2 separate regions of the Gossypium hirsutum genome follow, and region 1 is linked to region 2. A link is a contact called in public Hi-C data. All regions are on one chromosome and are shown on one strand. The core of a region is the stretch at or near the end of the contact, and the rest is flanking DNA. Distances in the headings are between cores, read along the strand shown.

What was found. Hi-C and Micro-C count contacts between places; a contact is called where the count stands out from the background.
Region 1: a Hi-C map of leaf shows a contact between it and region 2, with 2.2 times the contacts expected there. The contact joins the enhancer-like site here to the promoter of LOC107945453 in region 2. A contact is called at or near these places in 5 of 34 Hi-C or Micro-C datasets (anther, hypocotyl and leaf).

Annotation. Positions count from the first base shown.
Region 1 is chrD12:16,111,425-16,118,305 of Gossypium_hirsutum_v2.1, forward strand. No RefSeq gene overlaps it. Among protein-coding and RNA genes, the nearest start is that of LOC107945455, 26 kb to the right of the region's middle. Within about 2 kb of position 5,562, at least 1 of the 9 cell types and tissues checked has an H3K27ac peak or open chromatin away from gene starts, as enhancers often do. A contact at or near this core is called in leaf, where this site is marked.
Region 2 is chrD12:16,064,556-16,071,024 of Gossypium_hirsutum_v2.1, forward strand. LOC107945453 (oxidation resistance protein 1) reads right to left here and starts at 3,331. Exons shown (of 8, transcript XM_016879470.2): 1 at 2,639-3,331; 2 at 1,533-2,053; 3 at 1,337-1,409; 4 at 782-859; 5 at 619-682; 6 at 263-350; 7 at 9-93. The coding sequence starts at 2,752.

The DNA.
Region 1 (6,881 bases), core at 4,312-6,811, 49 kb after region 2:
TATATAGATGTTCCAACTCCCATATACCTACTTATTCGAACTTATCTGTACAATTACAACATACATACCTTTAATCAAACCCAAATGTTTTTACCTACATATATATATGTTCGAAACTTATGTGCACATATATATATAACTCTCATACAATCAACCAAATTCAAGTATATATACATATAGATACATATATAATTATTTGAATATATATATACCTTTATACCATTCATACTTTAACTTAATTCAAATATTTATATAAGCATATACCTATATATTCGAACATTGTATATACATATTTATACCATTTATAATTTGAATTTATTCAATTAAATTACTTTTAATTATAGCTCAACAACAAACATAATAGATATACATACATATATATTGATTTGATAACATTAAATAGCTGATAGACTTACCTCGGATATCAGCAGACACGATCGACTATTCGATTACTTTCGTTTTTCCCCGATCCAAATTCGTTTTCTTCGTTTCTTGATCTAAACATAATCAAATTTAACCTTTTTATTCATCAAAACATTCAATTAAGTCCAAAAATACATAAATGGAAAAATTACCATTTTGCCCCTAACATTTTGCACTTTTTGCAATTTAGTCCTAATACAAAAATACACCAAATACACAAAATTCATCAAAATCATGCCTTAGCCGAATCTTCCAATGGTCCCTAGTAGCCCATATATTTCATTTATTTCACATTTAAGCCCCTAAATTTTCAAATTCCACAATTAAATCCCTAATTTGGATTTTTTATAAAAAAAACACTTAATTAAACATGATAATCAAACATCAAAGATTTATTTTTCATCATCAAACAATAAATTCCTCACATTATCAACAATGGCAAATCTCAAATTCATCATCAAATCCGAAAATTAAAGCATGGGCTAGGTAATATACAAAGCAACGATCTCAAAAACGTAAAAATTATTGAAAACCAAACAAAATCCACACCTCAATTTGAGCTTCAAAGTGTCGAATCTTTAAAGCTTTCAAATGGTTCTTTTTCTCTTCAATATTCAGCCAAAAGATGAACATGCATGGCCCTTTTAATTTGTTATATTAAGCATATATTAGCCTTATTTTTAATTTACTATATTAACCTTTATATATATATATGACATATATAATAAGGTTACATTAGTCCTTTGCCACGCACTAACTTACATAGTGGACTATTTGCATAATAAAACCTCTAAGTTATAAAGACAACAACAATTAGGTGCTTTTATAATTAACCCCTAAATTTTCATTTTACGCGATTAAGCCCTTTTATTAAATCGAACACTTAAACAACGAAATTAAAACACGAAAATTTCACACAATCAAATGCACACAAAATAAACACACAAAATAATATTAAAATATTTTTTTGACTCGGACTTGTGGTCCCGAAACCACTATGTCCGATTAGAGTCAAAACCGGGTTGTTACACTTCTTCACATCCGTTGTCATCCCCTTCCAATATAATATACTCGAAATTCTCTTTCTAGTAGCATGCACCCCCGAATGTCCCCCAATGGAGCTGGAATGAAAGTGAAGGAACAGTTTCTTGCGCAATTCAGTAGCTTTACCCACCATAATTTTCCCTCTTCTAAATAAAAAATGACCATCCCAAGAATACTTGGGGTCAGTATTTCGGGATTGTAAAAACTTCTGAATGAGCCTTTGTAGTTTGTCATCCAACACATATGACTGTTGTACCTGCTCCAAAAGACCCGAGATAACCGAACTAGTCGACATCTGAAAATATTGGTTCTGGTTGAACTGTGGTTGTCGAGAAAGAGCGTCCGTCACCGTGTTATTAATCCCCTTCCTGTATGATATTTCAAAATCATATCCCAACATCTTCGCTACCCACCTCTGTTGGTACGGTGTAACCGCCATTTGATCTGTTACAAACCGTAGACTTTGGTGGTCAGTTCTGATTTTAAAGTGTCGGCTAACCAAATAGGGATGCCACTTCCGAACCGCCAACAACACTGCCATCATCTCCTTTTCATAGATCGACAAAGCTTGATGGCGTAACCCGAGAGCCTTGCTAAAGAAAGCAATCGGTCTTCCTTGCTGCTGTAGCACCGCCCCAGTGCCAACCCCACTAGCGTCTGTATCGACCACGAATTCCAGCTCAAAATTTGGAATTGCCAATACCGGAGCCGAACTTATAGCTTGTTTAAGCATCTGAAATGCTGTGGTAGCACGATCAGACCATTCCCACCCATTTTTCTCTAAAAAATCGGTTAAGGGTCGAGCTATTGTCCCATAGTTCTTAATAAACCTTCTATAGTACCCAGTGAGGCCAAGGAAGCTACGTAGTTCCTTCACTGACCGTGGAGTAGCCCAAGCAAGTATGCAGTCGACTTTAGAAGTATCCATGGAAACTGTTCCTTCTTGCAGGATGTGGCCTAAGTAATGAATTTGAGAGGATCCAAAACAACACTTGTTCTTCTTTGCATATAACTGCTGCTCCCTTAAAATCAACAAAACTGACCTTAAATGATGTAGACTTTGAGTAAACAAGAATGTCGTCAAAGAATACCAGCACAAATTTCCTCAGCAACGATTTAAAGATGGAATTCATGAGGGCTTGGAAGCTTGATGGAGCATTAGTGAGACCAAAGGGCATCACTAAAAATTCATAGTGCCCTTCATGCGTACGGAAAGTAGTTTTATGCACATCAGGCTCCCACATACGAATCTGATGATAACCGAACCTTAAGTCCAGCTTAGAAAATACCTTAGCCTCCCCTAGTTCATCCAACAATTCTTCAATCACTAGAATAGGGAACTTATCTTTGACTGTATGTTGGTTCAATTGCCTATAGTCCACGCAAAGTCTCCAACTACCATCCTTCTTTTTGACCATGACAATGGGAGAAGCAAAGGAGCTGGTACTATCACGAATGATCCCCGCCTGCAACATTTCTTGAATGAGCTTCTCCATTTCATTTTTTTGGAACGTTGGATACCTATAAGGTCGCATTTTGACTATTGCTCCCTCGTCCCTTAACGGAATCTTGTGGTCGTGCAACTTTCGAGGTGGCAACCCTTTTGGAACCTGAAAGATGTCATCAAACTCCTTCAACAGTTCTTAGAGATGATTACCCTGGTCCTTGTTTGCTGGTGTTGAAAGTATTACTTGTTCGGGTGAACTCAACACTGCTGTAAAAGGACCTATTGACTGCCCCACTGCTGTAAAACAACGTGGTTTAATTTCCCTGTCCACTACCGCCAGTGAACCAGGAACTATGCCTCGAAGTATACAAGATTCCCCTGCAACCTTAAACTGCATAGTGAGAGAACCAAAATTCCACATGATATCCCCAAGAGTTAATAACCATTGCACCCCCAATACCATATCACATCCTTTCAAGGCTAACACCATGAAGTCCATGGTAAACTTATGTTGCTGCACTTCCCATGTAACCCCTTTACACAAACCTCTAGTAAACAAGCAGCTCCCATTCGCCATAGAAACTCTCAATTGTTCTTGTCGTCCCACTGGTATAAACAACCTATGAACCAATTTTGAGTCTATAAAATTGTGGGTACTTCCGGAATCGACTAGAATAATGGCCCACTGAGTTCCCATTTTAGCAACCATCCTCATCGTATTATGCCCTTGCATCCCTGTTAAAGAATTTAGTGAAATGATAGGAGCTTTGATACCCTCACCATCATTCTCATTTTCTTCCAACTTGTCAGCACATTCATGGAACTCCTTGCTCTCTCACTCCGAATAAGGTTCCAATAAAACTTGATAAAGTTGCGATCTCATGCACTTGTGACCCGCCTGATATTTAGCCCCACACCAATAACATAGGCCCTTCTGCTTCCTTTCCGCTATCAATGCTGGAGAGATGTTCCTAGTCCCCGAATTCATGGATGAAACCTTAGTACTCGCCTGACCATTGCTCCCTGATTTTGTGAAAAAAATAGAGTGCCTCGATATAGCCGGAGGACTGCTAACATTTCTGGTTAAATTAACTCCCAATGTCGAAGGCCCTTTCCTAGAGTGGGAAACTAATATTTCAATTTTTTTAGCTAATTGAAAGGCTTCCATTAACGTCGATGGTGCGAAAAGATCTAAATAGTGGCCTATTTCAGTTTTCAAATTCCCTAGAAATATACTAAGAGCATACTTTTCAGGCAAATGCAATTGATTAAGTAACCCCACAAAGAGATCTTGGAACTGCTCAACCGTACCTTGCTGTTTCAGATTGACCAACTCTCTCATAGGATCCCCGAAAGATCCACAACCAAAATGATCCTGGAGACTCTTGATGCATGGCGACCAGGACAGCATCTACAGGCCACCATTTTGTTGAGAATAGAAATGATGCCACTCCAACGCTCGCCCTTCCAAGTTCAGCATTACCAAACGAACCTTGCTAACGTCCGGTACCTCCTCTGCTTTGAAATACTGCTCCAACTTGGTCCACCAACCCCGAAAATCGGTTCCATCGAACTTGGGACATTCCAATCGGCTATGATTCACCGAACCTCCAGTCGCAAATGAAGAATCCTTCATCTGTACACTGCCTCCATTTGTTGGCATCTGGGGTAACTCCGTGTTCTTAGGTACGAAACCAGGCGGAGCCCCCAACACCCCTTTGCCCTTATCCCCTGAAGCATTCGCCGACGATCCTATCGGAGGGGGCCCAAAGTACTGACCTAGCAGCGCTTGAAGATCTCCTTGCAACTCCGATTTAAGATCCTGCAGCCGATGCTCCAACTTTGCTTCCACCCGAGCGATTTCCTCATGGAATTTTGAAATCTCCTGTTGTAAACTGCCCACTTCCTTCTGTAGCCTAGTAGATACTCCATCACCAGTCATCTTAAGGGATCGTAGAGGCTCTGATACCTTTGTTGCAGAATAATTTGAAGAAGAGAAATAGAAGGGAAGAAGGAAGGAAGAAGAGAGAACGCAGAGAAAGAAAATTTTGTTGTATTTCCTCAATGATCGGTACCATGCAAAACATGCAGAATTAAAAAAAGTTACAACGTAATGACGTGGCCAAGTTCTGTTATACTCCAAAACGCCCCGTATCATTAATTCATAAAACGCTCCGTATATGCTTGACAAGACCTGCTAATTTTTTTGTCTCGCAACACGGTGGTAGAAGGCAGGTGGCTGCGGCGGCAAGCGTCAGAAGGGCTAGGGTTTAGCTTTTCTGAAACCCTAGTTTGACTTGGTTTGTTGGGCTGGGGTGATTTTGGGCTTGTTGGGCTTGCTGATTTGTGTTTAAATTTTGTAATGGACTGTGGATTTTGTTTAATCTGGGCCCCGGGCAAAATTTGGGTTGTAAATTAATTTTGCAAAGTTTTTTTTTAAGTAAAACATTGAAATATTTTTTTGTGTTTTTAACATATTTTTATTTTCATTTCTCAAAATCCAGTTCTTTTATATTTTGTTTTTCAAGAAAATGAACCTGATAATAAATTTGGGTTACTTTTCCTTCACTTTCCAAGAATTCATTGTTACGGGGCAAGATTCAAAGATTATGAGATGACGGCGTTTAGAATGAATGAAATGAAACGGGACATATTGAGTAAGTGAAACGGGGCGTTTTGGGTAGGGTGTAGTCAGCAGCGATTATCAAATCAGTTTGTGTAATCAATCAGAAATTTGTGTTTCTCATTCTTGTTCATTATTTCAAGGTAAAAGAATTCATTGCTATAATAATACAATTACGACAAGTGAGATGGAAATAATATACACCCACGGATTAGTTTAGTTTGTAAAGACGATTATATTCATGGGGTGAGTTTAAAAATATCAGCTTTCTCTGGGTGTTTTCCTTTTTTTTTTAAAAAAAATTTTCAGAAATATTTATATCAGTTACTTTGTGTTAAAATTGAAGTACAAATATATTCTTGAACTAAAAACTGAAACACAAATCCTTTATTTTCCGTCAACGGTTCAATCAACAAATTAGATACGTATTTATATATGCAATATTTATAAAGGTTATAGTTAGGGGAGTAAAATTCGATTTGATTCGAAAAAAAATCGAATTGAGTTATTTGAATTATTCGAGTCAACTCGAATAAGTAATTCGAGTTTCGAGTTGGAATTAGTTAAATTTTACAATTCGAATAACTCAAATAATTCGAATAACATATTTGTATAAATACTTTTTTGATCCCTGTTAAGTTTGAAAATGAGCAAATTGGTCCTTTAGTGAAAATTACAAAATAATTCAAAATAATTTTCATAAATTCAAAATAACTTTGAAAATTCAAAACATTTATAAAAATTCCAAAATTTATATTTTTTAAAAAATTCTAATTTTTTTTAAAAAATCCTAAAAAATATATAAAGAAAGTTAAAAACTTTCTAGAACAATAATTTTGGGACCTAAATAAGTTAATTAATGATTCTAATTTATTATATTAAAATATTTATTATTATTATTTTGCTTTGAATTTTTTGTCAAATATATATGGTTTCAAATTTTTGTGCTCCAACATGGAATTAGTTATACTGTAACAAGATTTTAATTTGACATGTTTAACTTTTTAATTTAACTTGAATAATTTCACTTGATTCGATTCGACTCGAATTTCATTTCACTCGACTTGATTCGGAAAAATTTCAAATCGAGTTAAGATGATAAAATAAGACTTGTCAACTTGATTAACTCAAAATTTCTTCACTCGATTCGATCGAATGCTCATCCCTACTCATACTAATATAAAATTAAAATAATTTTATACTTTACTTTTTGTACGATTGATATTTTAATAATTTGACCGTGTTATTGTAATATTATACTTAAATAAATCATGCATCTCAAGAATGGGTGAGCAATTGATCGAATCGATGAAAAAATTTCGAGTTAATCGAGTTGAAGAATCC
Region 2 (6,469 bases), core at 2,081-4,580:
AGGCGTACCTCAATCTCCTTTACTTCAAAATCTTCAGATAATGCAAGACAGGGGTTTCCGTAGGTTTCTGAGAATGAGCTAGATCCATTCAAGCTTTACATAAAATTTGGGACATATCAAAAAGCATTGTTTCGTATCAAACTTATTGTAATTAATAAAAGAATTCTATTTTAAAGAAGAAAGAAAGAAAAAGGGGGGGGGGGTTGAGGGCTTCTGTATTTTTTAAATATAAAAAAGGAACCAGAGAGGACATATATCTCACAGATCACTATCTAGATAGAGCGCAAAATGGCCACCACCACCAATTGCCAGAAACTCAGTGGAACACAGAGTGAAATATCGATTTGCACCTGTTCCACATTTGCAGTTAGATATACCAAGTTTCCTTAGACAGGAACTGTTTTAAATACAAAAGAAAGCCAGAAGAGCCAATCTTCAGTTAAAGCCCCAAGTAGACCAGATTAATATACTTATGTCATTTCAGTAGTCAATCTACTTGTGTTCTAAAACACAAACATCATTCCATAGTAACATTTTCAGCTCTAGCATACTCTGATGTTTGAACAGCTTGTAATCAATATATATGACAATGGAAATGGTAGACAAAGATGGGAATACCTGTAGGACGGAATATAACTGGGTCCCCGGGTCTATCCGTGAAAACAAAGGTACTATTTGTTCCCTGTTCAAAAATCAAAATGAAATGTGAATATATTTATACAAAATATTGGTGGATACAAAAAAAAGAAAAAGAAAAAAAAAGGGTGTTTTCTAGCATCACCTGGTATTTCTTATTAGTTGGTTTTAGGGGTGCCTCAACCAGACCACCAAACACTGCACCTTTACGGTCTCCAACAACCTATAAGATAAAACAAAATGCTGTGAGCCCTTGACCTAAGTGCTCAGAAAATATGAATGATTTCCTTGCCTAAGGACTAGCACTGGGAAAATAACTGCAATAAGGAATCTGACATCAAGCATGTTTATAGCTTCTGAAATTCCTTCTTCAAGCATAGATAAAAGACAATTGGATTTGAAGTCAACACATCATTGGTATAAAAGATGAAATGCAAAAACTGAATATGAATTGGAAAAAGGGTTCAAGAATACAGAGATCAGTAGACATAGCCGCATAACATAGAATGAGTTCTCAGAATATAAAAATTCATTAAGTTAACGATACAGGCATGTCCAACTAATACTTGGACCATGGATCCATGGCAATGACATTCCAGATAAGTATTAAGGATGACTGCATTGAAGACTTAAAATATGCTGTGAAAGAATAGAAAAAAGAAAAAAAAAAAGTAACAAGAGAAAGTCATTTAACCATTACCAACAAACTGAGACCAGGCCAGAGCATGCTTCTTCGGTACAATGTTGACAGTGATATACCATGCCTCCATGTACTATGAAGGCCAACAGAGATATATCAATGAAGGAAAAATAGCTATTTCTCGGTATAAGCAAAATTATATATCCAAATGAAACACCAAAGTCGATCCATGAAACCGAGAAACAACGGTATTCACCTGTAGAGCAATAACCACTTTCTCCCTTGAACAATTGCAGGAAGTGATGCATAAAGGGCATTTCTTGTTTTCTCTGTAAGAAGCAATGACGGTTCAGAAGATTCAGGAAGTTCTCCCAAAGCCAAAAGCTCCTTAACATTTTGCATATGTCTCATCTCGATCCCATCGAACTTAGCATCACCCTCATCGTCACTTTTCACGTCAGAATCGCCCTTGTCTTTATTTTTGTTTCCACTGATCCTAGTAGCTTGGTAAAGAGCTCTAAGTGATTGCTTACCTCTAGAAAGTAAGCTTTTCCTTCTACCATTCTCTTTCATTATGTTGTCGGATGAATCACCAGTTTCTTCTTGATTATCATTCTGCTCAGCCTGATTCAAATCGTGACCTGATTCCGAAGAAGACAACAGTGAACAGAGGAATGCAGTAAAAGAAGACGTATCAGGGCCATCAACTAGATCCCCATCCTCCTTGCTGATTAACTCTTTCTCTAGTTGGCTTCTTTTTGACTCACTCAAATTTTCCTACCACAAAGATCGTACGTGATTGCAGGCTTTCAACAGAGTAACTTAGTAATACTTCAAAACAGATTAACTACTCAGTAGTCATAGACCTTTTTATTCTTTGACAAGGTTGAGATTCTTAATGCAAGTTTTTTCAATGGAGATAAGTTTCAAATCACAATACAATAGAACCTGAACTTTTAAACCATAGCTGAAGTTCAAACAAAGAATTTCCACAATCAGTTCAATAATCCTAATCTCAAGAAATGATTAACCAAGACCCAAAAAAGAAAGGGGAAAAAGAGAAGAAAACAAACAATAATGATAATTAGGAAGGAAAATAAAAGATGCAACCTTGCAAAACCCAATCAAATACATTGAAAACATGAAAAATCAAAACAATCTAAAGCATATGAAAAATCTATATCTAAGCTGCCCACAATTAAACATTATTTGGGATGTTGACTAAACAGAAGAACAATGGCAAACATCATCGTTGATGATCATAATTGTGATAAGCACTCAAAAGCATAAATAAGGAGGGGGTGGGGGGGGGAGGAAGAAGCATTCTCAAGATAAAGCAAAGAGAGAGAGAGAGAGACTTACAGGAGGAGGGTGGAGAGGCGAGGAGGATTTATCAGAAATGGGGTTAAGAAGGCCAGTGGTAAGATCAGTTACAAAGTGAACAGCTTTGTTCCTCAAAGACTTTTTCATTCCCATTTCCTTCCTTTTAATATCCAATCCAATTCACCCCCGAAAGACAGATATTTTACACCACAGCTTCCTAGCTTTTTTGTCTGTCGATTTGAGTGGTGTCTGATTCTATATTCCATTCATATTCTCAAAAAAAGAACAAAGAAAACAACTTCTTTTGGCTGGCTTCTACCAAATTCAGCTACAAAAGCAGCATAATTGAAATAATAATAAAATATCACATATTAAAGGAGAAACCATATTACCCACTTCCTTTCCTTTCCCTTTCATTTTGGTAGCCGGAGCAAAGGAGAAAGAGTATGCTTAAAGTAAATCCTTATGGGCAGATAGCCTGGTTTCTGCCCAATGGATAAGGCGCTGATCTACGGAACCAGAGATTCTGGGTTTGATCCCCAGTGGAGTTGCCAGGGCTGTGTTTTTCCATATAGCAATTTTTTTTTAATTACCAAAATTAATAAACTGACCCGTCTCATAAAATCAAGTCGCCATGGCTGTGTTTTTCCATACAAAAACCTTTTTTTTTTAAACCAAATTTAACAAAATGGCCTGTGTCATAAAATCAGATCTAAATTTATGTTAATTTTGAAATTGAGCAAGTAAGAACAATGGATCACAATTTTAATATTTTCTTACATGATTTTAATTTATATAATAATAAATTTATCCCTCAAAGTTTATATATTTTATCAATTTAATTTTAATTTAACAAATTTAATCAACAACATTTGTATAAGTGTATAAATGTTGAGGTTAAATTTATTATATTTTTAGAATTATGATCAAAATGATAAAAATATATAAATATTTAAGACTAAATTTGTTATTATATGAATTAAAATTATATATAATTAACAGAAGATATTAATATTGTAATTAATTATCTTTAGTTGTTGACTTTCAATTTTTTTAAAAGATTTTTTTATTTTTTTAATGAAAACCAAAAGGACAAAAAGAAAAAAAAGGAGAAGTCACTCAAGCAATGAATCGAGGACAATGATATGCACAGTTCACACCAACGAGGTCTGTCTAGACTCCTTTTTTGTTTAATCTCACAAGTATCTTTCCTTTGGATGATAGCAGTGGAGTGAGTTTCATCCACTGAAACTGAATTTTTTTACTGAACCTTTTACCTCCAGTGAACTCATTGGCTTGCATTTCACAAACATTGGCTTCTTATTTGACAATTATGACCCTCCTTTTGTTCTAAGAATAATAACCCAGCCACACAATCTTCATTTTTCTAATAAAAGTAATAAACATTTGTATCTAAAATTCAGCAAATTAATAAATTTGTATAATTTTGGTAAAAAAAAGTGAAATAATTGAGAAATGCATATCCCACCATAGTTTAATATTTCTATATATAATTCATCAAATAAATAATCTTATAAAATTCATAAAATGGTTTTAATATTTTTAATTGTTATTTAACAAAAGTGTAATTTAATATTTCATATAAAATGCTTTTAAATAATTATTTATTATATTATAGGGTGAGTATTTAGTATATTGACAATATACTTTTTTATTGCACCAGCCGTCTTAAAAAATTGATATGTGTCTTTTTTAAAAAAAATATTTTTTTAATCTTTTACTATATCCTTATAAGATACTTTTCAACCCTCTAATATTGCTTGTGGAGTCTAAAAACTCTACTAACAGTATATTAAATAATTTCCCTATATAACTCCATTTTAAACTAATGCCCTTAATAGCTATAACTCCATTTTAAACTAATGCCCTCAATAGCCATTTCTTATTTTCATCTCACTGCTACAATTGTGTTTGAATACAAACACTATTCTACTGTTGATTTTATTCTCACCGTTACACTGACTAATCTCACCATCACTACTTTTAATCTCACTGCCCATCTAAAGGATATCTAGCATCATCCAAATCAACAATTTGGGTCTCCCTAAATATTATAAACTGAATGATCATTCAATTTACATAAAGTGTTCCCTTTGTTTTCTCCCAAAAAGAAAATAGTTCCCTTCACTCTCTTTCAGTCTCAGTCTAGCCATTAACCCACTAGAAACATGTTACGTAATCACCAACAAGTTATATCCAACAATCCTTTGAGACCCTTTCAGTGATGGTTGGTTTCCTTTTCCTTTTTTTTTCCACCCTACAAAGCATGTCTTCGAGGCTTGCCTCCCAAATGCTCACTTGGGATGAAGTCATAGTTTTCATTCATAATAAAAAGATGTTTCAAATAAGCACCCAAAATGGTAACTTCAAATAACCCCTTTCATTGGAAATGCAATGACCGATCAAATTTAGGGTCTTACTAGGGGCCAAATATTAGGGTCGTTAAAATCACTGCATAATACCAATTTTGCATGTCATTTTTTTGTGTGCAAATTGATGCTCTAATTTTAGGTTCGTGTTTTACTTTGTGAGATGAAAAACTTGAAAGAATTTCATGTTAAGATATGAACTCCAATCTTATTTTCTAAATGAAAAGCTCTATCAATTGACATTTTAATGTAGGACAATGCGGTAATGATATGCTTTGCCTGTTGCAGATCACATGAGTACATTTATAATACGAACTAGACTCATAAAATAACAAATACAAAGTTACTATATACTGAAGCATTTAGCTCCCAATGCTACTGATGTGAGCACATTTACGCCACCAAGGCAAACCGATCCGGAGGTCTTACCATTAGGACCTATTACCCGTTCTAAGGCAAAGAAATTCAGGGAAGTCTTGTTCCTACTTGTGCTACGATTCCAAATTCATTCGATCATGTTCATGCCTTAGAACATAGGCTTTATAACATGTTGCATGCTGATATGTGACATATCTCGGTTATATTACTAGTTCAAGTGTTTAAGTATGTCTATGTTATGCTAAGTACGTTTCTGCAATTGGGTTGATAGTATTTGTATTGTTTCTAAGTTGTTTCTAAATTGTAAGTGTGTTAAAGAATAAGAATTGCAAGTGTTCCAGCTTGTAATTGTGTTTTCCATTAAATTTACCAGACTTTGATGGAAGTTTGATATGTTTTGATATAGGTACAATAATGGACAGCAGCTTAAGGCATCATTTCTAGCTTGGTTGAAGCTCAAATATGTGCGTGCAGCTCTTCTCAGCTCGAAATAGTTCTGAAAGTTTGTTTCCATCTCATTTCAGCTCAGTACATTTCCAGCTAGCTCAATTTCAGCTCCAGTAGCTCAACTCTAGCTGACAAGTCCAAAAGTAGTTGGAAGGTGTCCTACGTATCGGGGAGTGTCCCATACACACGTGGCAACCTAGGTGGCATCCCAGCATACAAATAACACACGTAACAGCCTTGACACATGTGTGTGCATGTGTGGCCGAAATCAGCCCTCTTTTCTACATATGATGCCAAATTCAAAGGGATAAGAACAAGAGTTCAAATGTTTGAATTTCAAACGTTTTGGATAAGAACAAGAGTTCAAATGTTTGAATTCAAAAACATTTCACACATATTAAATGTGTGGCTAGTATTTGATGGCGCCAAGAGAGGATATAACTCATTCATATTCAAATTTGAATTCTTTATTTACAGCCACAAGTTCAAATTCGACAACCCCTTCCTTGTACTTATAAATAGATGTTCAAACAATGTAATCTGGTTAGATGATTTTTATTAAACAAATACTTGTGAGAATTTTCTCTCAATTTTGGTTCTTCATTGAACTTTTTTTTGACATTTCAGACTTAGTTTGTCGTGTCAAAATTTCCTT